7 separate regions of the Mus musculus genome follow, and regions 1, 2, 4, 5, 6 and 7 are each linked to region 3. The links are chromatin contacts, called in public Hi-C, HiChIP or PLAC-seq and capture Hi-C maps. All regions are on one chromosome and are shown on one strand. The core of a region is the stretch at or near the end of the contact, and the rest is flanking DNA. Distances in the headings are between cores, read along the strand shown.

Evidence for each region. A called contact is a pair of places that touch in the nucleus more often than the background predicts. HiChIP or PLAC-seq counts read pairs in DNA pulled down with a chosen protein or histone mark. Capture Hi-C pulls out chosen DNA fragments and counts their contacts.
Region 1: a Hi-C map of embryonic stem cells shows a contact between it and region 3, with 2.9 times the contacts expected there. The contact joins the enhancer-like site here to the promoter of Fam241b in region 3. A contact is called at or near these places in 2 of 39 promoter capture datasets (both in embryonic stem cells), 3 of 15 datasets of contacts at CTCF or cohesin (all in embryonic stem cells), 49 of 484 Hi-C or Micro-C datasets (the CH12 cell line, the HL-1 cell line, adipose-derived mesenchymal stem cells and 11 more), 9 of 115 datasets of contacts at active chromatin or transcription factors (astrocytes, differentiating embryonic stem cells, embryonic forebrain and 2 more) and 2 of 9 other capture datasets (embryonic stem cells and liver).
Region 2: a capture Hi-C map of embryonic stem cells shows a contact between it and region 3, with 2.8 times the contacts expected there. The contact joins the promoter of Supv3l1 here to the promoter of Fam241b in region 3. A contact is called at or near these places in 2 of 115 datasets of contacts at active chromatin or transcription factors (embryonic stem cells and large pre-B cells) and 1 of 9 other capture datasets (embryonic stem cells).
Region 4: a contact with region 3 is called in a Hi-C map of cortical neurons. The contact joins the promoter of Tysnd1 here to the promoter of Fam241b in region 3. A contact is called at or near these places in 2 of 39 promoter capture datasets (hippocampal neurons and stem cell-derived epiblast-like cells), 2 of 484 Hi-C or Micro-C datasets (cerebral cortex and cortical neurons), 3 of 115 datasets of contacts at active chromatin or transcription factors (embryonic forebrain, embryonic stem cells and forebrain) and 1 of 9 other capture datasets (embryonic stem cells).
Region 5: a Hi-C map of pro-B cells shows a contact between it and region 3, with 4 times the contacts expected there. The contact joins the promoter of Kifbp here to the promoter of Fam241b in region 3. A contact is called at or near these places in 2 of 484 Hi-C or Micro-C datasets (B cells and pro-B cells).
Region 6: a contact with region 3 is called in a capture Hi-C map of embryonic stem cells, with 2.1 times the contacts expected there. The contact joins the promoter of Srgn here to the promoter of Fam241b in region 3. A contact is called at or near these places in 3 of 484 Hi-C or Micro-C datasets (cerebral cortex, embryonic stem cells and pro-B cells), 1 of 115 datasets of contacts at active chromatin or transcription factors (T-cell acute lymphoblastic leukemia) and 1 of 9 other capture datasets (embryonic stem cells).
Region 7: an H3K4me3 HiChIP or PLAC-seq map of forebrain shows a contact between it and region 3, with 4 times the contacts expected there. The contact joins the promoter of Aifm2 here to the promoter of Fam241b in region 3. A contact is called at or near these places in 4 of 39 promoter capture datasets (embryonic stem cells, hippocampal neurons and stem cell-derived epiblast-like cells), 2 of 115 datasets of contacts at active chromatin or transcription factors (embryonic forebrain and forebrain) and 1 of 9 other capture datasets (pancreatic islet).

Annotation. Positions count from the first base shown.
Region 1 is chr10:61,748,646-61,751,673 of GRCm38.p6, forward strand. Macroh2a2 (macroH2A.2 histone) reads right to left here. Exons shown (of 9, transcript NM_207000.2): 5 at 631-741. Among named protein-coding and RNA genes, the nearest start is that of Mir5108, 25 kb to the right of the region's middle. Within about 2 kb of position 1,561, at least 33 of the 459 cell types and tissues checked have an H3K27ac peak or open chromatin away from gene starts, as enhancers often do. A contact at or near this core is called in embryonic stem cells, induced pluripotent stem cells and liver, where this site is marked.
Region 2 is chr10:62,448,356-62,451,304 of GRCm38.p6, forward strand. Supv3l1 (suppressor of var1, 3-like 1 (S. cerevisiae)) reads right to left here and starts at 1,383. Exons shown (of 15, transcript NM_181423.3): 1 at 1,060-1,383. The coding sequence starts at 1,330. It overlaps 4930507D05Rik (RIKEN cDNA 4930507D05 gene), which reads left to right and starts at 805. Exons shown (of 1, transcript NR_027926.1): 1 at 805-2,949.
Region 3 is chr10:62,109,794-62,112,884 of GRCm38.p6, forward strand. Fam241b (family with sequence similarity 241, member B) reads right to left here and starts at 1,257. Exons shown (of 4, transcript NM_027251.4): 1 at 1,166-1,257; 2 at 443-521; 3 at 91-219. The coding sequence starts at 183.
Region 4 is chr10:61,694,257-61,697,359 of GRCm38.p6, forward strand. Tysnd1 (trypsin domain containing 1) reads left to right here and starts at 1,258. Exons shown (of 4, transcript NM_027912.1): 1 at 1,258-2,486. The coding sequence starts at 1,315.
Region 5 is chr10:62,576,999-62,579,967 of GRCm38.p6, forward strand. It overlaps Kifbp (kinesin family binding protein), which reads right to left and starts at 1,459. Exons shown (of 7, transcript NM_028197.2): 1 at 966-1,459. The coding sequence starts at 1,379.
Region 6 is chr10:62,505,919-62,509,029 of GRCm38.p6, forward strand. It overlaps Srgn (serglycin), which reads right to left and starts at 1,839. Exons shown (of 3, transcript NM_011157.3): 1 at 1,724-1,839. The coding sequence starts at 1,796. It overlaps Gm51804 (a long non-coding RNA gene), which reads left to right and starts at 1,886. Exons shown (of 3, transcript XR_003949006.1): 1 at 1,886-2,036; 2 at 2,156-2,369.
Region 7 is chr10:61,713,838-61,716,647 of GRCm38.p6, forward strand. Aifm2 (apoptosis-inducing factor, mitochondrion-associated 2) reads left to right here and starts at 1,426. Exons shown (of 10, transcript NM_001284300.1): 1 at 1,426-1,515.

The sequences.
Region 1 (3,028 bases), core at 311-2,810, 360 kb before region 3:
TGTCTGGATGGGGCTACATCTATCTCACTTGATGCAGGCTGAGACCAGGCAGCACGCAGAGATCCGCCTCACTGGCTACTTCTTCCCTGTGCGTCTTATTTCAGCCCCGGGTTGGCTCCGTAGACAATCTGTCTGCTCGGTGAATTTGACGCTCATAGAAATGAATTATTTGCATGTCTGGCAGGATGCTGAGAAATTGCTGGAATATACCCTGTTAGGTTTTTATCTTTTTCCCCTCCCTGCAGCTAAGGAAGGAAGGCAGACTGAATAATTGACAAATAATTCATTCCTAGCACCCGTCATATTCAAGAAACATATATTGCTATTCTCTGCCTCTGTTAAATGACATTTCATCATGGAAGCTAGGCCTCTTCAAGCCTGGCTGGCAGTTAGCAATAGATTTTTCTTGGTGGGTGAAGACATAGCTGGGGCTTGGGGATTCCCCAGCAGAACCAGGATGCCGTCCTATTGTCCCGATCCTCTAGGCAGACTTTAGGCTGACCTAACGTTGACCAGCACCCAATAGCCTGCTCTAGAAATATTTATGACACCTGGACGGAGGAGGCATCTCAGCTTTGTGAGCAGTGGCATATACAGAGGCACTTACTGCAGCCCAGTCTGTGTTATTACCTTCTGCCCCAGAACGAGGCTCTTCGAAGACAAGATGGTGAAGCCATCTCCCGGCCCATCCTCCGAGGTGGAATTTGATGTTCCTTCTTTATCGCTGTCCTTTGCTTTAGACTGTGGGTGAAACCAGAGGGAAAGATGAGGACCAGTCCAGAGAGGTTCCCACCCTGGGATTGGGGGACAGTCTTTCCATGGCCACTAACAGCGTGAGTATAAAGGGAAGTGGTCAGGCGACAGACGCTGGACGATCTGTTCTCAGTGAATGTGGCTGTCAAGTGTATTCTGCTACTGAGTTGCATTCCCGGTCCCTCTCTGCTCCCTTCCACTCTACTCTTCTCCCTCTCCTCTCCCTCCTCCTCTCCCTCTCTCCCTTTCTTTCTTCTCCCATCTTTTTGATGGTGCAGGAAGAAAACGTTTTCAGTTTGGAAACCTTCAGTTCCAGGGAGCGGGAACTTCCTGATTCTCTAGATAAGTTTGGGAGAAAGTTCATAGCCCTGGAGGGGACATACATGCCACCTCTTCATGTCTCAGGGTTTTTTTTTTTGTTTTTGTTTTTGTTTTTTTTTTTTTTTCAATACAGGGTTTCTCCCATATAGTCCTGGCTGTCCTGGAACTCACTTTGTAGACCAGGCTGGCCTCGAACTCAGAAATCCGCCTGTCTCTGCCTCCCAAGTGCTGAGATTAAAGGTGTGTGCTACCACCACACGGCTTTTTTTTTTTTTTTTTTTAAATATCAGAAATGAATAAGGAACCTGTCACTCTCTGCTCCCTGGAGACCTTGTGGTCCCCAGCTGTCTAGATGGGGATACATCTATCTCACTTGATGCAGGCTGAGGCCAGGCAGCACGCAGAGATCCGCCTCACTGGCTACTTCCCCGGGTGTGTGTGTTTGACATTCATACACACCCATCATTGTGCCTTGCCTACCCCTCCCCCTATCGGAGGGTGTCTATGGGTTGAACTCAGGGTGTCAGCCAATCGTGTGCTTCTGAGCCATACCCCAGGCCGGGGAAACAGTAAACAGGAAAGAAACGGCTAACACAATATGGACGGTGATACAGCTCAGTGGGTAGAGAGTCACACGTAGGAAGCCCTGGGTTTGACCAATAAATGAGGCCCAATAGCATACAACTAATCCAGGAACTCAGGAGGTGGACACTGCAGGGTCAGAAGTCCAAGGTCATCCTTGGCTACATAGACAAGTGAGGCCAACCTGGGCTACAAGAGCTACTGTCTCAAACAATGAAACCAAACCAAACCAAACCAAACCAAACCAAACCAAACCAAACCAAACCAAACCACACCTGGTATCATAACAATGATTATGGGAGCCCACAGGCCCCTGTAGTCTTTTGTGTCTAAGATTTATAAGCACCTAAGCCAATGGTTCTCAACCTGTGGGTCTTGACCTCTTTGGGGTCAAATGACCCCTTCACATAAGAGTTGCAAGTCAGCTATCCTGCACATCAGATATTTACACTGTGATTCATAACAGTAGCAAAGTCGCAGCTATGAAGTAGCAACGAAAATAATTTTATGGTTAAGGGGTCACTACAAGGTGAGAGTCTGTATTAAAGGGTCACAGCACTAGGATGTTTGAGAAGCACTGAATTCGAAGCCAAGCGGCTAGGTCAAGAAGCTACATTCACGCTGGGCCTCCCTCCTCACCAGGATTGTCCTGGGGCCCAGTGGCAGTGGCACGAACTCTTGTATGCTATTTTGTTATGGTGGAGATCGGCAGAGCGACAATCTAAGCACTCTGTTGTTTCTCTGAACCGCCAGTGATGGAAGTGTTTGGTGTCTCTGCTGCTCAGGGCTGCTGCGCATGTGAAAGGTTGCTTACTGGATCTGAGGAGCCAAGCTTTCAATGGAATTATTATTACTGTTGTCGTCGTTGTTTTCGAAACGCTTGGGAGAAGGCCTAGCACCTCTCTCCCCAGTCCCCTGCATGCTGGGTGATGTTCCACCATTAAGCTATACCTCTAGTTAAAATTTTTGTTTTCGAGACAAGGTTTCTCTGTGTAGCCCTGGGTCTTGGAACCCACTCTGTAGACCAGGCTGGCCTTGAACTCAGATATCCACCTGCCTCTGCTTCCCGAGTGCTGGGGTTGAATTAAAGATGTGTGCCACCATGCCTAGCTCCAAACTCCTGCCACTTTGACTTCCTGCTCCATGATGGTTTATATCCTTGAACTACACTCCTTCTCCCTCAAGTATTTTATTACAGCGTTGGGGATAGGGAAACCAAGGCGGACACTAGCCTTGCATGTGAAGGAAGTGTCCCCACGATATCGCCACTGCTCAAAGATCCCACCTAATCACATCCCTTGGGGGTTACGTTTCCAGAAAGAAGCAGGGTGCCTACTATGGGAATAGCTGGCTCTCAAAAGGCTCCACCGCT
Region 2 (2,949 bases), core at 133-2,632, 340 kb after region 3:
GAGCTTATCTTGAGGAGGGAAAAAGTAGAGGGAAAGGAAGGGGAAGAGGAGGAGTACTACCTTGTTAGTTGATTTCACAGTACTGGGAAATGACCCCACGGCACTGCGTGCTTGGCAAGGCATATATCCCAGGGTTATATCTTCAAGCACATTAAAAAAGAACACTCTGCTGCCTGGAGGTGCAGGTAGCCCAGGCCTTTGATCCAGGGACTCGGCAGGCAGACACAGGCCTATCTCTGTGAGTCTGAGGCCAGCCTGGTCTACAGAGCACATTCCAGGACAGCCAAAGCCACACAGAGAAACCTTGTTTAATTTTTTTATTTTGAAATAGGACCTCTCTTAAGTTTTCCAAGCCTGTTTTGAACTCATTCTGTAGCCCAGGCTGGTATTGAACTTGCCATCCTCTGCCTCTGACTCCCAACATGAAGCCTATATTTTAAAGTCACAATAGGAAGCATCAATATTGCTTGTTGAAGAGCCAGGAAGACAGCTTGTGCCTAAAAGAAATGTGGTTTTCTTTCAGTCTCTAAGAATGTCATTTGGTGAAAAGAAACCTTTCACCCTCCCATTGTCAAGCTCACCCAAATGCAGGTAGGACAAAACTCACTTCAACCCAGTGATGCTAAAGGTTTTTTTTTTATTCATCTCTGGAACCTGGGACGATACTACTTTTTGGCAAAGACAGTTTTATCAACTTTTATCTTGTATTTAAATTCAGGTCTGTCTCGTGGGAGAGTAAATTTATTGAGAAATCCGGATCTGAGACCCGTTGTCTTGGCAACCAGATGGAATTTTAACATCGTTAGACATCCACATCAGGTCAATGGCAAGTCCTCACTGTTTAATCCCTCCATGAGGACTCTAGGAGCACAAGCGGCGCACCACTTAGGGACAAAACTCTTAACCTCCTCGACCGAAGAGAACGGTCAATGTCAACTACAGAAGAGACTAAATATGACTTAGGCTCGGGTGCTAAGGGCTCCAAAAAGGAACAGACATTGCACTATGTAGGCCCAGGCTGCAGACCCTGCCGCTCTGCCGGGAGGCTCCAGCACTCACTCTTGTCTAGAGGCCGAGTGAGCTCCGCGCCCACGTCGCCATCGGCGCTGGGACCCTGAGGCTTCACCGTCAGCGGCACGAACAAGGACGTGTTCGGGGCTTTGGAGCCACCAGAGGCAGAGGAGGAGGCGGCCAAGCAGGGAACGCGTCCTGAAGCCCCCGGGAACGACCCCACGAGAGCGCGAAGGGCGGAGCAAGGGGCCGCCCGGGGCCCAGCCCCGCGCCCCGCCGGGAGCCGAGCCCACAGCAAGGTACACCGAGGCAAGGACATTGAGGCCGCGGCTCGAATGGAGCCGGGGAAAATCCGGACCACTGGCGCCGCTCGGTGACGTAGCTCCGGCGCCCGCGGAGCGAAAGGACCCAGAGAGACACAGGGCTGCCCCCGCGTGCGCCTGAAGGAAAAGGAGATGGAAGGGTTGGGAGCGCGCCTCTTCGTGGGAGCACGACCTCTGTACGTTACAGTGGCAGAAACGAGCTCCCATCCTCTCACTCTTTCTGCGGCAATTGGCAGCGTCTTTCTCGAAAGAAGGGAAAGTAATCAGGCATCTTAAGGGATGTTACAGATGCGCGGAAGGGAACCGTACAAGCGTCGTCATGTGACCAAACTGTCTATCCTGCATCATGTGGCTTCAAACGCTAAAGTGCATTTCCAAGAAGATTGGTGCATTAATATCCGTAGTTTCCTGATAGGATAACGTTAGAGGACGTAGCTTGATCTGCTACAGATCAAGACGGGTTGCAGAGAAATCCGGTTGTACGATAACTGGCGCTTACGTGACACGTGTGTCAATACACGTGCTTCTCTCCTTGGTGCTAGGGCTCCATGTAGGGGCCATGAGCAAGCTAGGCATGTGCTCCACCATGAGCTGCAGAATTCAGTTAACGTGAGCAGTTTGTACTCCTCGCATCTCGAAAGTTATAACCACAAAGTATGCTCTGTGTACCTGGTTAAAGTTTGATCTTACTCCTATCTACTACAGCACTCGGTCCCACCCGAGTTGTAAGGAAAGAGGTGCCTCTGTTCGTTCCGTCTGGGCGTGACCATTCAGTTCTTGGCCGGCCAAACACTAGGAGGGAAGCCATGTGTGGCGACGTTCCCTCAGTCCTCTGCCGAGAGGTCCCCAACACCATCTAGTTTCTGAGTTCAGGAGCCGTTCGGTTTTTAGAAAATTGGACCCAGTAACAACTTCGTTCGTTCGGTGTCTGGTGGTCCTCATTCCAACCCGCGCCATCGGTCAATCCTCTGTCTCTATCCCTTCTTGACAAGTTTTCTGATTTCAGAAAATGAGTTGCGGGATATGGCTTCGGAGTCAAAGCTCTAAAACCATCTGGTGCTAAGTCAAAACCCTCAAAGTTCGGACCCTGAACTCGAATGGCCTTCCTTCTCTGAAATTGATCGAGGGTCTTTCGATCTCAACTGCACTTATTCTATCCGCAGAGTCTGCAGTAATAATATGGGTAGGCCTCCTTGAGAACCCTCCTTGGTGAGAGGCTCATGGGTTTGGTTCATTTGGCAAACGAACAAGGTCAGGTTTATTGGTGCAGCTCTTGGACCAAGGACCCATGATGGACGATTCTTAAGAGTCCTGAGCAAGGGGAAAGGTTGTGTGTCAGACAAGAGCTGGCTTTTTTTTCCCCATGTAAGGTCATGACTCAAGTGCCTGGTGATCATTCAGGAGAAGGGCTGTGGCTACCTGGAACTCGGTTTCGGCACCATCGGTGGGGGTGGGGCTGTAGCGAGCTGGAGCCTAACACCTGGGTTAAGACTTTGTCCTTGGGCTGGAGAGATGATGGTTCCGTGGTTAAGAGCACTAGCTGCTCTTGTAGAGACTTGGGCTCCCAACTGTCTGTATCTTCTGTACCCCCTCACACAGACATGCAGTCAAAGCA
Region 3 (3,091 bases), core at 7-2,506:
TTGAGAGTCGCGGCTGTAGAAGGTAAGCAGGGCGCTGGAGACTGGGAATTGGGGCCAGCTGCTACACTTCTCTTCAGGATGGCTGCCTACCTGCTGAGAGCTGCTACTTCTGTGCTGGGTGGTCGTCCTCACTCGTGGGTCATCATCCTGAACGATCTCCCCATTGGCCAAGATCCTCACCATTCTCCCTGGACGCTGGGAATTTCTGCTGCGCTGTACCTGCCAATAAATGCATGCCCTTCGATTGATCGTCTAGGGGGCAGATCTTTCCCCTGACCTCAACGGGCCCGCTACAGATAATTGAGAGATTGTTTTTCGGTGGTGATCATATGGTGGCCCACCCTTAGCAGGTGCTTGTCCTATTAACCAAAAGAGGTGGAAAAAATGCAAGGGAGGAAGAGAGGGAGGGTGGGTCCCAGGGCCCTGTCCAAGTGACGCACACCTGTAATCAACACCAGAACTCCAAGGAGGTACAGGCTGGAAGGTCAGGGGTTAAAGGCCAGCTTCTGCTAAGTGAAACCCTGTCTCAAAAAAGAAACAAACAGGAAGGCAGTGTTTTGTATGCTAACGTTAAAACAACAACAACAACAACAAAACCAACCAACAAACAAAACAAACAAACAAAACAAAACAAACAAACAAAAAAAACAGGGTTAGGGTGCGGTTCCTAAGCACTGCCAAAAAGAGCAGGCGCTAATAATCTACGTAGATCCTCTTAGGTCTCCACCCAGGTGGCAGAACCTGGGGACATCACGCTGGGGAGGGTGTACCTGCGCTGCGGAGGGCACGCCCCCTGCCCCTCACCTGCAGGGAACACCCAGGTAAAGGACGAAGTCCAACCTCCCACCACAAGGTGTGTGAGCTGCAGCTGCGGCTCTGGGGGACCCCAGCTTTGCAGCCCCTAAGGGTGACGATAGGCCCGGCACTGTCACCCGAGGAGCGCCTCCGTGTTCATCTCAACCCGCCGGGGCACCGAGGCAGGTTGGGCCCGGGGAGGAGCACAGCGTGGAGCGGGCAGGGTCGCGGTTCTGCGCGACGTCCCGTGCTTTGTCATCCCGCAGGCTGGCCCACCCGCGCCGCTGCAGCGCCTCGGTCAGGCGTGGCTCCAGGCCCCGCAGCGGTGGGAAGGGGTGCGGATCCGGGACCCGGCGCGAACACCACCCACCTGCGCGCACGGTTCCCGGGGCTCGGCGTCCACGGGCGGCCGTTTCCTCCCACCTGACCTCACAGGAAGCGCGCACCGCAGGGGCGAGGCCCGGCTCGGGGCCCCCTCTGCCGGCTGCCGGGGTAACTGCAGCTGCGCATCGGGACTGGAGGAGAAGGGAGGGGAAGGAGGGAGAAGGGAGGACAAGGAGCAGCTAGATTGGGGAGGAAGGACTATCGGGAAGAGATGAGGAGGCTGAGAAGGATTGGGATGGGGAATGTGGGTGAATACATGATGGGGAAGAGGACCAGGGAAGAGGGGATCACATAAAAGCCCAGGACCCGGGATGCCTGGGTTGGGAGAAGAGAAGTAGGCAGAAGGTGAGCCCACTTGTAAACACAAGTCTGCTCAGATCTGCCCAGCTAACTCTGCCTGTTCCACTTGAGAAGGACCCAGCCCCGCCCCTCAGGAGCTCCAAGCTCCTTGGGGACCGAAGAGGTATGAATCACTGGCATGTTCGCTCAGTTTGCAGCATGCTTCCCTCAGAGCGGGTTGGGGGCGGGATCACCAGATTAATTCTTGGTCTCTAGTGAGTCCAGGTGTAGTGGGGAGGAGAAAGGATGGATAGACAGCCTGAAAAGGCAGAGTCAGAGAAGAGACAGGGGACTGGAGGGAAAGTGTGAGACAGGACAGAGAGACTGATAGATGGTTGAGCTTCACAGCCTGATGACTTGAGTTGGATCCCTGGAACCTGCGTGGAGGAAGCAGGGACCTCACTCCCTTTACAACCCTCTGACACTGTTCCGGTAGGAATCCTGAGAGAGTTTTGCAGCCTCACGGAGTGGGAATCTAGGTCAGGCATCTCTGGCGTTGGCTCTGGCTCAAGCCAAGCATCTATCACCTAGAACCACCCAAGAAGAGAGTCTCCTTAAGGTTTGATTTAGATCTGGTTGGCCTTGGTGCTTGTCTGTAAAGAATTGTCCTATTAATTGACCAAGCCCATTGAGGGTGGCACCATTCCCTAGGCTGGACCCTGAGCTATGTAAGAGTAAAGAAAACCAGTGGGGAAGTGAGCAGCCAGCGTTGGTGCCCCGGTTTCTCTCTGCTCTTGATTGGATGTGATGTGATTACTATTTAAGTTTCTGAAGTGACTTCCCCTGAACTGCAATATGGAATTGTTAACCAAAATAAAGCCTTTCCTATAGCCCTAAGTAAATTTTCAGTGAGAGTATTTTACCGTAGAAACAAAAACAAAACAGATAGCCAACAACAACAAATCTGACATCTGGAAGACAGAAAGAGTATAGGAGTATCTGCAAATGAATAATATAAGCAACCAAGTTAAAACATAGGTGAAAGATTTCATCAGGCATATTATAAAAGAAATCTAAATGGCCAGTGAATCTTAAATCTGTGCTCAATGTTACAATTTGGGAACCTTATGAATCATTGGATGGACTGGGAGGAGGAAACGTAATGATACCACATCCTTGATGCTGGGCAGTGAAGTGTGTTCCTATATGCTGCCAGTGGGTGTGTGAATCAATGCACACCACTCGGGAGAACCAAGACGAGCTGTGTGGAAATTGTGCGAGGATTTGGTTGTTTTTTTTTTTTTTTGGTTTTTTTTTTTTCATCCCTGTGATAATGTAACTGAAGTAGGGAAATTAGGAGAGAAAGGATTTATTTTGGCTCATGGTGGGAAAGGCTTGATGACTGGGACTCCATCTTGTTTTGTGACCAGAGGATGTGGCTCTTTTAAGATGGCTCTAACCAGGAAACAAAGGAACAGGGGCAGGAAGTGGGGCTGGATTAAAATCTTTAAGGCCCAACCCCAATTTACCCACTTCCTCCAAGTAGGCCCCCATCTCTTAAAGGATCTGCAACCTCTCAAAGCGTCCCCACCAGCTAGGAACCCAGAGCTCAAACTCTTAGCCTATGGTGGGC
Region 4 (3,103 bases), core at 8-2,507, 420 kb before region 3:
CATTAATATACTTTAGAGAGATTCATGAAGTCTCTCCAAACATACCTGTTCATGCCCACCTGTCCTTGGAAAGTGAGGAACTTTTTAATACTATATTTTATGTGTACGTGTTTGCCTGCCTGAGTCATGAGTTCAGGGGACAGCAGATGCCAGACGAGAGTATTGAATATCCTGGAATTATAATTACAAGCAACTGTAAGGTACCATGTGGGTGCTGGGAACCAAACTAAGGTCCATGCTTAGAGCTGTAAGTGCTTAGAGCTCTTAAGTGCTGAGCCCTCCTCTCCAGTCTTGATTTTTACACTTGTAAATGGTGGAGGAGATGAGCTGTTATGAAATTCGAATTACGAGACTGGGTTATATGCTGAATATTTGGAAGTGATGATTTTATAGCCCACAAAACCTGAACTAGTTCAGTCTGTACTTTCAAAGTATTTGCCCTGACCTAACATAAATCCGGAGTGGTGGTTAGACATGTCGTGTGAAAGGTTGTATAATACATGGTTAAATAACCCATGGGTAAAGTAAAACTGTAATCCCTGGACTCTAGGGAGGATGTAGGCAGAAGAACTGCCGAAGTTCGATGCCAGTGTGGGCCAAAAAGTGGCACCCTGTGCCACTTTCAAAACAATTTATGTATTTAGGAATTTTAGTAACTGTCCTAGGAGCAATTTTGTGAGTCGCATGCCCCCTAGTGGATTGTTGTAGGATTTACAAAATTTTTTAAGTAGATCGGGGTTTGGTGGCTTGGGAGGTAGAAACTGGTAGATCCCGAGTTCGAGGCCATCCTAGTCTGCAGCTCGAGTTCCTGCACCAAGCAGAGAAACCCTATCTCGAAAATCCAGAATAAACACATGTATGTATGAATGTACGTACTGAATCAACCAAGGGTTCCCTTGGCCCATATTGTTCCACTGTCAAGAGACGGAGGTTGCTTACATCCGTGCAGTGGCTGTAGGGTACAGTTAGATGCCGGTCAAGTACGAGATTCGACTGGGGAGTGTCGCCCTTGTCGGTTTCCCTGTGACGCTTCACGTCTGTGTCTCAGGAGGTTTCTTTTCACCTCTTCCCCCGCCCCTCCACCCCGCCACCCCAAACCCAAGGATTCCTAGGCTGGCTAAATTAAGAGGGCGGGGAAAGGAGGATTAGCAAACGAGGAGTAGCATCAATAGCCAATCAGGACTCGGCGCTGTGCCCAACCAATAAGAGCGGTCGCTTGAGGTTTAGCCAATCGGGCTCGGCAAGGAGGCCTGAGTCAGAGTTTGCGCCAGTCGCCCTGTGGTGACAGCCGTTGTGCGACGTCTTGGGGAAGCCATGGGGCGGCAATGGGGACCCTCTATGAGAGTGGCGGAGCAGGCGGGCTGCGTGGTGAGCGCCTCGCGGGCCGGACAGCCTGACGCGGGCTCGTGGAGCTGCAGCGGGGTGATTCTGAGCCGTAACCCAGGCCTAGTGCTGTGCCACGGAGGCATCTTTACCCCCTTCCTGCGGACGGGCAGCGCGGCGCTGACCCAGACGGGCACCGCCTTCCTGCCGGGCGACAGTTGCAGCGATGACCTACGTCTCCACGTGCAGTGGGGACCCACGGCTGCCAGCCCTGCCGGTCGCGCGGATCAGGAACTCCCGGGGCTGTGCACGCCTCAGTGCGCAAGCCTGGGCCTCGAACCCGGCGCCCCGAGCCGGGCCCGCGCGCGGCCTCTGCAGCCCCCGCGACCAGCGCAGCTGCTGTTGCTGCTCAGCTGCCCGGCCTTCCGCTCGCATTTCGCTCGGCTCTTCGGGGCCGATGCGGTCGATCAATGGCACTTCGTAAGCTCGGCGCCCGACGATGCGGTTTCGGAGGAGGAAGAGGAGGACCAGCTGCGCGCGCTCGGCTGGTTCGCCCTGCTGCGGGTGCAGCGGGGCGCGGCGGCGGAGGAGAGGCGCGGACCGGTGGTGACCGTGGCACCGCTCGGGGCCGTGGTCAAGGGCGCACCGCTGTTGGCTTGTGGCTCTCCGTTCGGTGCCTTCTGCCCGGACATCTTCCTCAACACGCTGAGCCGCGGCGTGCTCAGCAACGCGGCCGGGCCGCTGCTGCTCACCGACGCGCGCTGCCTGCCGGGCACGGAAGGCGGCGGAGTGTTCGCCGCTCGACCTGCGGGTGCGCTGGTGGCTCTGGTGGCCGCGCCGCTCTGCTGGAAGGCCCGCGAGTGGGTGGGCCTCACGCTGCTGTGCGCCGCCGCCCCGCTGCTTCAGGTTGCCCGCTGGGCGCTCGCCCGTCTGCACCCCGGCTCCGCTTCCCTGTCTGTGCTGCTGCCGCCACCCGATGTGAGCACGCCACGGGGCCTGCCTCTGCGCGATCTCGGACCCCCGTGGGCGGCCGCGGCGGTGCTGGTGGAGTGTGGTACCGTGTGGGGCTCCGGAGTGGTCGTGGCGCCTCGCCTGGTGGTCACCTGTCGCCATGTGGCACCCCGGGAAGCAGCCAGGGTGTTGGTACACTCCGCTACACCCAAGTAAGACTCAGGACTGCCCGCCCTCACCAGGCCCCCAGTGTTAGAGACCTCAGTTCATATTTGACAACCAGGACTCCAGTGAGGGGATCTGGGCCTCTTGATAGGGCCCAGCGAAGCTTGAGCAAACTGCCAGGCACAAGCGACTCTTAGCGCGGGGACCCGTGGGACTATGGGCAGCAGCAGGTAGGACTGGGTGACTTTGAGCCCTTTAGCTAGCATGAAACTCTTTGGGCAGCTTTTCTGTCTCTTGGCTTTGCAGTTTAGGCCCTGTGAAAGCCCTTTGACCATAGAAGGCTGACCCTAAGAACTTCAACCCTGTAAGTGATAAACGAAAGCCCTGAGGTAATGATTGATGTGGCATACCTAGTGAGGGCTCCCTTAGAGCCTCACCAGGACTGCCTTGCCACCTGAAGATGAAGCAAGGTTGTCCTAATGAGAGCATAGGGCTTGGACCCATGCGGATGGATGTGAGTGACCCCAGAGTGTAGGTAGGAAAGGAACTTTAGACAGTCAACTTACTTCCTCTGTGGAGAGACACCTTTGCTCTCCTTTTTTTGCCCTGGCAGTAGGCCAGTGGCCCTGGCTTTCTGGCATGGTTGTCTATGGTTCTGTGTCCT
Region 5 (2,969 bases), core at 209-2,708, 470 kb after region 3:
CTAAGAAAGTAACCTGGCACAACAGAGTCCGACATTATCTGTCTTTTTTCCCCCATAGTGTGGAGATGAAACCTGGAGCACTAGGTAAATGCTGTACCACTGAGCTACACCCAAGGGCCTGGAAAACTCTACCCACTATTTGAATTTTGAAATGTTATGTTCTCCAGAGCAGAAAGTCGCACTTGCTGCTTATAAAAATGTAAAGGATGGAAGGTGAGATCAGTTTGGACCAGATAGAGTTAGTCCAAACAAGAGTTCCGATAACCTCAGCAGGGAGGCTGAGGTGGGGGGATCATGGGTTAAAGGCAGCCTGGGCTACAAGACTCTGAAAGGAAAAGGGGGAGGGGGTCCTAGCACTCAGGAGGTGAAGACAGTCGAAGTTAAGCATTGCAGACACAAATGGATGTCTAAACACAAACAAAAAATAAAAAGTTATTAAAAGGTTGTCGAGACAGTTTAAGGAAAAGGTACGAATTCCTTGCTGAGCAAACAAGATGAATGTGGTAAAGAATAAAGTTTTAAGATTTTGGCCATTAACAACAACAACATTTAAGATTGGATCATTCTTGCGATCCCTTGTCCTGTTCATTCCATTCGAATCCCGTTGGATTATTTCTTCACAGAATGAAACTAAGCTTGTCATTGGGTTGGGAGGCGCTGATTCGGACGCTTAGGTTTTCTGCCCAGGATTACGGAAAGTAGCAAGTGAGGCTGGAGTAGGCGGCGAGAACTCAGAGGGAGTTGGTAGGCAGATGGAGGGTAGGTGTTATGACAAATTAAAAGGGACTAAACTTCGCTATGAAACCCAGGCTAGCCAAGAACCCAAAGCAATCCTCCTGCCGCAGCCTCCCTAGTACTGGAATTTCAGGCCGGGTGTTGTGCAATGCTGGGGACTGAACCAACTGAGAGACGTGCGCAGCCAGGAGGAGCGTTTTGGATGCAGAACTCCCGCCTCAGCATCTCACCTGCGCCTGGATGTAGAGAGACACACAGCCGAGCGACAGGCGGTAGGGGCGCAGCAACGACAGGCACCTGACCAGATGCTCCTCGCCGGCAGACAGTTCCTCCGTGTCGATGTGGTTCACACCAAGGTGGAACTCGACCACCGCGAGGCGCAGCGCCCGCTGCGCTCCGGGGCCCTCAGCCTCCCGGGGCTCACCCGCGCCCAAGGCCTGGTCGCCCGGCCCATCGTCAGCAGCCGGCTCGTCCTCGTCCTCGGGCGCCGGGCCCAGCAGCGCGCGCACCTCCTCCAACAGCGCGCGCGCGCCGTACTTGGACTTGTACGGCTCCTTCTCCGGGTTCTTGTGCAGCTCCACCCGCGACAGGGCCAGCGCTGCCTGGAACTTCTCGCGGATCTCTGGCCCCGGAGCGTTCGCCATCGCGGCCTGAGCTGACGGCCGCCTCCCCGTCCGTGGACCAGCAGCCACTGGAGGCCTCCGCGTTGCGACACTTCATTTACGACGTGTCGTGACTGTGGAGCGCCGACCAATGAAGTCGGTAGAGGGGAGCGCTAGACGCTCGGCAGCAGCCAATGGGAGGATGTTCTGGTCGCCACAACAGCCGTCGTCAAGGAAACGAAGCTGTCAGGGAATACAGAGCCTTCCGCTGCTACCCTTGAGCAGTATGGCTTCTCCTGCTTCATCCCAAAATGTAGTTTATACAAAAATGTTCAGAATCAGAATGATTCTTAGGGGTAAGGTACTAGCCTATCGTAAAGTCAATCCCTAGCTTAAATGAAATTTAACACTAACATCTTTCGATAACTGCTCAAGTTCATAGGCAAGAATCTTTCACCACTAATGTATTACGCTATCACAGTTAAAAATTATAGTTGTAGGAAACTACAACCCAGGTACCCAGGTCTCAGGGATCAAATTCAGATCCTCAGGCTCAGCCTCCGCAGCCTTTACTTACTAGAGCCACCTCACACCACCACCGCCCAGTCCCTGAAAATTCTATAAAGGCTCTGAGCTAGGCATGGTGCCAATTATCTGCAGGCTGACACAGGGGCCAGTGTTGATATGTATTGTAATGCTAAATTCTGTAGCCTATGATTAAATTCTCATGCTTACCAGCTTTTGTTGTACAAACTTTATTCCTTAATTTAAAACTTAATTTGGTTAAATAAAAATGGCTACAGCTAGCCGGGCGTGGTGGCGCACGCCTTTAATCCCAGCACTCGGGAGGCAGAGGCAGGCGGATTTCTGAGTTCGAGGCCAGCCTGGTCTACAAAGTGAGCTCCAGGACAGCCAGGGCTATACAGAGAAACCCTGTCTCGAAAAACCAAAAAAAAAAAAAAAAAAAAAAAATGGCTACAGCTGCCGGGCGTGGTGGCACACGCTTTTAATCCCAGCACTGGGGAGGCAGAAGCAGGCGGATTTCTGAGTACAAGGCTAGCCTGGTCTACAAAGTTCAGGACAGCCAGGGCTACACAGAAATCCTGTCTCGAAATAACAAAAACAAACAACAAAGGCTACAGCTAATAACTGCAGGGATCAGAGGTAGGTGGGTTTCCTTGTTGAGCATTGGAGAGAGTAGAACAAGAGCCAGGAGAGATGGACCATGAGCACACGGCAGGAGAAACAGCAATTACTTGGGGGAACACTGCTGGGAAAGAAGCCAGGTCAGCAGTTGGAAAAATAGATTAGAGATTATCCCCCAGTAATTGTCAAAGCCAAATAAAATAACCATAGTGTGAGTCTCACTTATTTGTAAGCTGGTCAGGGATAAGCTCAGAATTGGTTGTGCTACAAGTCTACATAGTTCCAAGACAGCCAGAGATACACAGTGAGATCTGTCTTGAAAACATTTATTAAATGTAAAATTATTTTAAGTCTTAAAATGTATGTACATACATATTGAAAGGTAAACATAGGATGTTAGGGGAAGAGAGCAATTCACAAAACTTGAATGGATGATTCAAGAAATGAACCTGTAGAAAATGGCCCACTGAAGGGCTGGGGGGATGG
Region 6 (3,111 bases), core at 589-3,088, 400 kb after region 3:
TAAACTCACAGTCCCTCCTGCCTCTGCACCTTGAGTGCCTTAGAAGCCACCCAGCCCGACTCCTTCCTAATTTCTGGCTCGTGATGAAATAGACAAGGTTTTGTTTTTAGTCTAGTTTGATGTTTCTGGGAACTTTTGCAACTGAAAGGCTTACATGCACGCCTCTGGTAGAGAGACACCCAGAGCCAGGTGTCACAAATGCGGAATTCACAGCTGTCCATCTTGCCAGAGCACGTGGCTACCGGGGACTATTTCATGAAGCCAAAGGTTTTTCCCTGAAAGATCCGCATGAACTTGAATTCTGAGTCAAAGGGAAAAGTGTGGCTCTAGCTGTGTAGCAGAGCCCCGGACATGCATGAGGCCCTGGGTGTAGGCGCCAATATCACAAAGCTACATAAATAGAAGTGAGCCTTAGCAAGGTCACTTCCTGTTTTCCGATGACGACGTTAGCATAGCCCCATGAAAATAAGTTTCTAAACTTCCACTATGCAAGGAATTTCTGAAGTAACCTGTGAGATGTCATTTCGACCGGAAGTAAGAACGCTACAGCTAGGAGTCACTTCGAAGAAACTCCAGGACACGTATGTCGCTGTGACTCAACATTTCCTTTATGTTTTTCAACCATAAACTCGGCAACTTATTTATCAGGCCATGACCTTCTGCCTCATTTAGACATAGTTCCCTAAATATTAAGGCGAATAAAGTGTGCTTCTTTGTAGTTGTTGTTTGTTTGTTTGTTCTACAAACATTCCATCTTCTTAGAAAAAGTTTGAGGTTGAGTCAGCATGACTGAACAGCTGTAAAAGACAGTCAAATTTACAGACAGGTTTTCAAACGAAAACCTGTTTTCTGGACGAGAGCACAAATGCTAACACTCCTCAGGCTGTTTCTAAAATATTGTTTTAGAGTTAGCATTTTGCCTAGCCAAAATTGAATGTTTGGTAAGAGCCGAGCTTAAGAAGAAAGTAAAAATAGCTACATTTACCCCAATTAAAAAAAAAAAAAAAAAAAAAGCCGGGCAGTGGTGGCGCACACCTTTAATCCCAGCACTTGGGAAACAGAGGCAGGTGGATTTCGGAGTTCGAGGCCAGCCTGGTCTACAGAGTGAGTTCCAGGACAGCCAGGGCTACACAGAGAAACCCTGTCTCAGAAAATCACACACACACAAAAGCCTCTTTCATTGTTAAAATAACAGCGCCATCAGATTCCGTTCTTTGGAACCCAGCATGGAGACATACACCTGTTATCCCAGCACTCGGGAAGTAGAAGTTCCAGGTCCTCTTCAGCTGTATAGCAAGTTGAAGACCATCTTACGCTACATGAGACCTTATATCAAAATGGAGTTCATGCAGACAACTCAGTGATAGGATGCTATTCTAGAAAATTCCATGATGCCACCATCTCAGTAGATCAGTTGGGTAATTTTCCATTTATTTCTTGAATGCTTTAAATGAATAAACCACACATCTTTACCCAAAAAAATAAGAACACTTTTCAGTCATCCTGACAGGTTTTAAGGCCACCACTTACCTTAGAGTTTAATTAATTATTATTATTTTTTAGACCAAACTCAAGTAAACTCACACGAGGTTGTTGAGGCACCTGAAATCCTTCCTTACCTCCCCTCCCACAATAGGACACCCTGCACCTTCAGATGAAGACAATTACTTGTGCATATGCTGATGCCTTCAGAGCAGAGAATTAAAGATCCTGGGTCTCTTACCTTGCACTGAAGATCCCCAAACCAGGACGAAGGCGAGAGCCAGGACAAGCCTGCTGCCGACGGGAACCTGCATCCTGACCAGCTCGGCTCCACTCAGCCTCTGGATTAGCAAATGTAGCAGGGTGCTCTTTCTGTCCCTTTTAGAAAGAGGTTCCAAAACCTCAGACCCTGCCCAAGAACACACGTCACAGTTTCCTGAACAAATAGAAAGAGATCCACATCAACACCCAGAAAGAAGAAGAAAGTTGAAAAAAACAACAACTGTTCATACCCATGATGAAACTCCACCGGACTCCCCCTAGGCGTTTGCTGTGTGGTTATTATTTTTTCTTTTTCCAAAAAGCTCTGCCATCTGTCATTTGCATGTTTAAAAAAAAAGTTTTCCCCATCAAAAAGTCGAATCAGCACTTTCTTCCCCCTCCCTTCCTTCAGGTAACAATCTAAACAGACAGGAGGACTCAGCTGTTCCAGAACTGAGCTCGGCTCATCCACAGCGCACATCAAAGAGAAGCTGGGCGCGCACAGAGTCAGGCACAAGCAGGGAACATTCCGAGCCGAGCTGGGTTCTCAGCCCCCAGGATGAGCGGTCTCCGTTAACGTCCAGAGTCTGCTAGAATTCCTGGCTTTCCCTCTAGCTCACAAACAGGTGAGGAATATATATATATATAAAATCAGCTGCTCCCCAGGGATTGAGACCATGCATGTTTGCATCTTTTTTTCCTGTTTTTTTTTGTTTGTTTGTTTGTTTACTTCGAAAAAAAATTTTTCTTTCTGGTCTTGAGTAAGGCAAAAATCAGGAACAAGGAGGGCAGGTCCCCCCCTCAGAGGGCCGTGGAATGTGAAAACAGAGACACAGATGCTGCCGTTCATAAAGGACTAGCCGTTCCCTGGCCTCGAAGATTGCGGGGCTTTGGGGGTGCGGGTGCGGGAATGGCCACTCTGTGCTAGCCTCACAGTAAGGGTGGTTTTACGCTGTATCTGTAGCGAGACAGCTTTCTCTGCCTTTGCTCTGAGGGCTCAACCATTCTCCACTTCAGGGTGTCCGTTCCTCGGCTGCTCAGATGCCTGCCCCTTGGCCATCCTTTGATGGGTGGGAGGAGTTTCCTTCCCCTTGTTCTGGGCTTCCTGCTGATTCCTTAAGGTTTCCTGATAAGGACAGACTTTAGAATCTCATAGCTCAGGAGCCCTGATAGAGAAAATGAAGCCCTCCTTAGAAACTTCTCCTCAGAAGCCCCCTCAGAGCCTGGAAACCCTCAACTGTAGCAACCGAGGCGCACAGAGACCCAGCGCACACCGTGTGGAGTTTTAGTATCTGTTGGGATTTCTCTCCTCTGCCTTTGGTCCCTTTTCATGATAAGCTTCAATTAAAGCCCTGATAACAAAACGAA
Region 7 (2,810 bases), core at 176-2,675, 400 kb before region 3:
GCCGACCTTGCGGGGCTAGCTTTAGTAATGATCTAAGGATTTAGCCAGGAGAGGGAAGGGGAAAGGGTAAAAGCTGCTGGTACCATGTATGTCGTGCCTGGGCCTGTTGGAGCCCTTCAGGTAGCTTCTGTCTCTGTCTGTTTCTGTGTGTGCAACAGTAGCAATTATAGAAGACAGGATGGAAATGATGGAAATGTTCATGTGTGAAATTCTCATCAAAACAAGTGTTCAAAGCAAAACAAAACAACCAACCAAATAAAGAAATGCTACCTACTGCCTATGTATGTTTGAGACAGGGTCTCTCACTGTAGCCCAGGATATCCTTGAACTTGTAAACCTCCTTGTCTCAGCCTCCCCAGTGGCTGTGGGTACAAGCATGAGTTAGTACACCCTGCTCAGGTATGTACGTGACCTCACGGACACTTGCCTACTGCCCCTAGGGTAGGGGACAATATCTGCTTGGAGACAGATGCCCTATCGTTCCCCTATGTAGCTTCGAATGCTCTGGCTTTCCTATCTCTGGCATCCTTCTGTGACTTGGCACACATGCTTGCTTCTCTCCCTTGCTCAGGGCTGACTTCAGTATGGGAGAGAGGCCTGAATACTTTTTGATCTCCAAGCTTCCTTACAGCAGTAGGTGACAGGAGATGTGGTAGTGTTTTGTTTGTCTTCTTGTTGTTGTTGTTTTGTTTTGTAGGGTTTTTGAGACCTGGTTTCTCTGTGTAGCCCCTGGATGTCCTGGAACTTGCTCCGAGTTGGCCTCAAACTCAACAGACATCCTCCTGCCTCTGCCTCCCTAGTGCTGGGATTAAAGGCTGCACCACTGCAGTCTGTCAGCAGTGGTGGTTTGATGGCTTCATTTTTTTGACAGGATCTCAGGAAGTCCAAAGTGGACTCAGTAGCCAATTTCTAACCCTCTTGCCTCTACTTCCTAAATGCTAGGATTACAGGTATGCACCACCGTGCTCTGCTTCTGTGGGTAAGAAATCCAGGGCACTCAGGATAGGCAAACAGCTCCTGAGTCTTGTGTTAAACCCCTTCTTTCTCCAGGCTACCATATAACCAAAGGATATACCGGTTCCGCTCTCCATTTTAAAGCTCCAGTGCAGGACCAAAGACTGGGCGAACAGCAGGCGCTCAGTCCGTATGCACATGTGTGCAGATGGCAAAGCTAGTGTGTGTGTGTGTGTGTGTGTGTGTGTGTGTGTGTGTGTGTGTGTGTTTGTGTGTGTGTGTGTGTGTGTGTTGGGGAGGCTCTCGGTTGTCTCCCAGAAACCCCTGGCAAAACTAAGGCGCAGGATCTTGGCAGGCTGAGAGGCTAGCTAGGCTGCATCAGCGCTGGGAGTGTCCAAGTAGGGAGCGGCTGGTAGGCGGTCAAGGTCAGTTCCAGGGCAGCGGGAGGGGCGGGGCTCGGGGGCGGGGCTCGGGGCGGGGCTGCGACCCGGAGACAGTGATGGGCACGCCCCGACACGGGGCCTCAGCGCCGGAAGACGCGAGGACCAAGGACCGCTACAGGTGAGGTCACTGGGGATCCTTGTTCCCTCGCGCGGCGTGGGGTACACTAGGGGCATGACAGGGGCCGCGGAATTAGGAGGGGGCCGTTGCCTAGGATACTTAACGCCGGTCCGGAGGACCAGGTTCCTCGGGATTCATTGCTCCTCAATGTCCGCTAAATCTGTCCGGGAAGAACTTGGGGTCTTGGGAGGGGGAAGCAGGACGCGCAGGGGTAGCGGGGCAGGCGTGGCCTTGATCTTGGGAGGGTCTCAGACAGAAGGACTGAGGTGTCTGAGTGCAGCGGGAGACCCTTAGGAATCTCAGAGAAAGTGAGTAGGGTTACCCAGGGGTGCATTGGAGGCCTGCTTCACCCCGCCCCCCTGTGAAATAGGGGTTCTGTTAGAAAAAGCGAGACCAGCAATGACTGAATCCCCTTCTCTTCTCTCTCTCTCTCCCTCTCTCTCTTTCTCTCCTCCCCCTCTCTCTTTCCCTTTCCCACTCTCCCTCTCTCTTACTCTTTCTTCCTCCCTCCTCCCCCTCTTCCCAGGCACCCTGTTCTTTCCAAGACCACACACTCCACACATCCCCATAGCTCACTAAGATAATTTTGACCCTGGGATTTAGGGGTGTGGGGGGGGAATGCTCAGCTGTCTTAAGAGCTGAGGCCCCCGGGGGAGGACAGGTGTAGTTTGGAAAGAAACTTCCAGATCTCCCCACTCAGCACCTATGAACCAAGGCTAGCATCAGCTTCTAACATGAGCCTGTGTCCCCTGCCAACACACCCCAAGTGCTCAGCCACACTCTCAAGGGACTGCATGTCAACACTGGCCTAAGTCACCTCCTGTTCACTAGAGCTGGGCCTATCAAGTACTGTACAGCCAGTGGGCCTTGTCTGGAGGGAGATGCAGGTTGGCAATGGCCAGGGATGGGCAGGTCACTTGGGGTGTGTGTGTGTGTGTGTGTGTGTGTGTGTGTGTGTGTCTGAGTGCAGGAGTGTCTATGCCAAAGTGAGTGCTTCTTTTCCTTCTCCTCTTCATTCTATCAGCCAGTCCCTTTTAGCATGGGGTGTTTTTCAACGGTATATCTAGGGGTGCATTCCTCAGCAGCTGTCCCTAGAGTGCTCACTCTCAGCCTGGTCTTTGGTGTCCAAAGAGGGGAGCCATCGCCTCCCTTCCCCAGTGGAAGAGGGGACAGATATCATAGCCTATTGAGTCACACTTCAGGAGCCTCTTCTGCCTCGAGGCCACAGTGGAGATGTGGCTACCCTGTGTGTCAATGTTGAAATTTTCCTTCCTGAGAAGCCTGGATGACTCAAA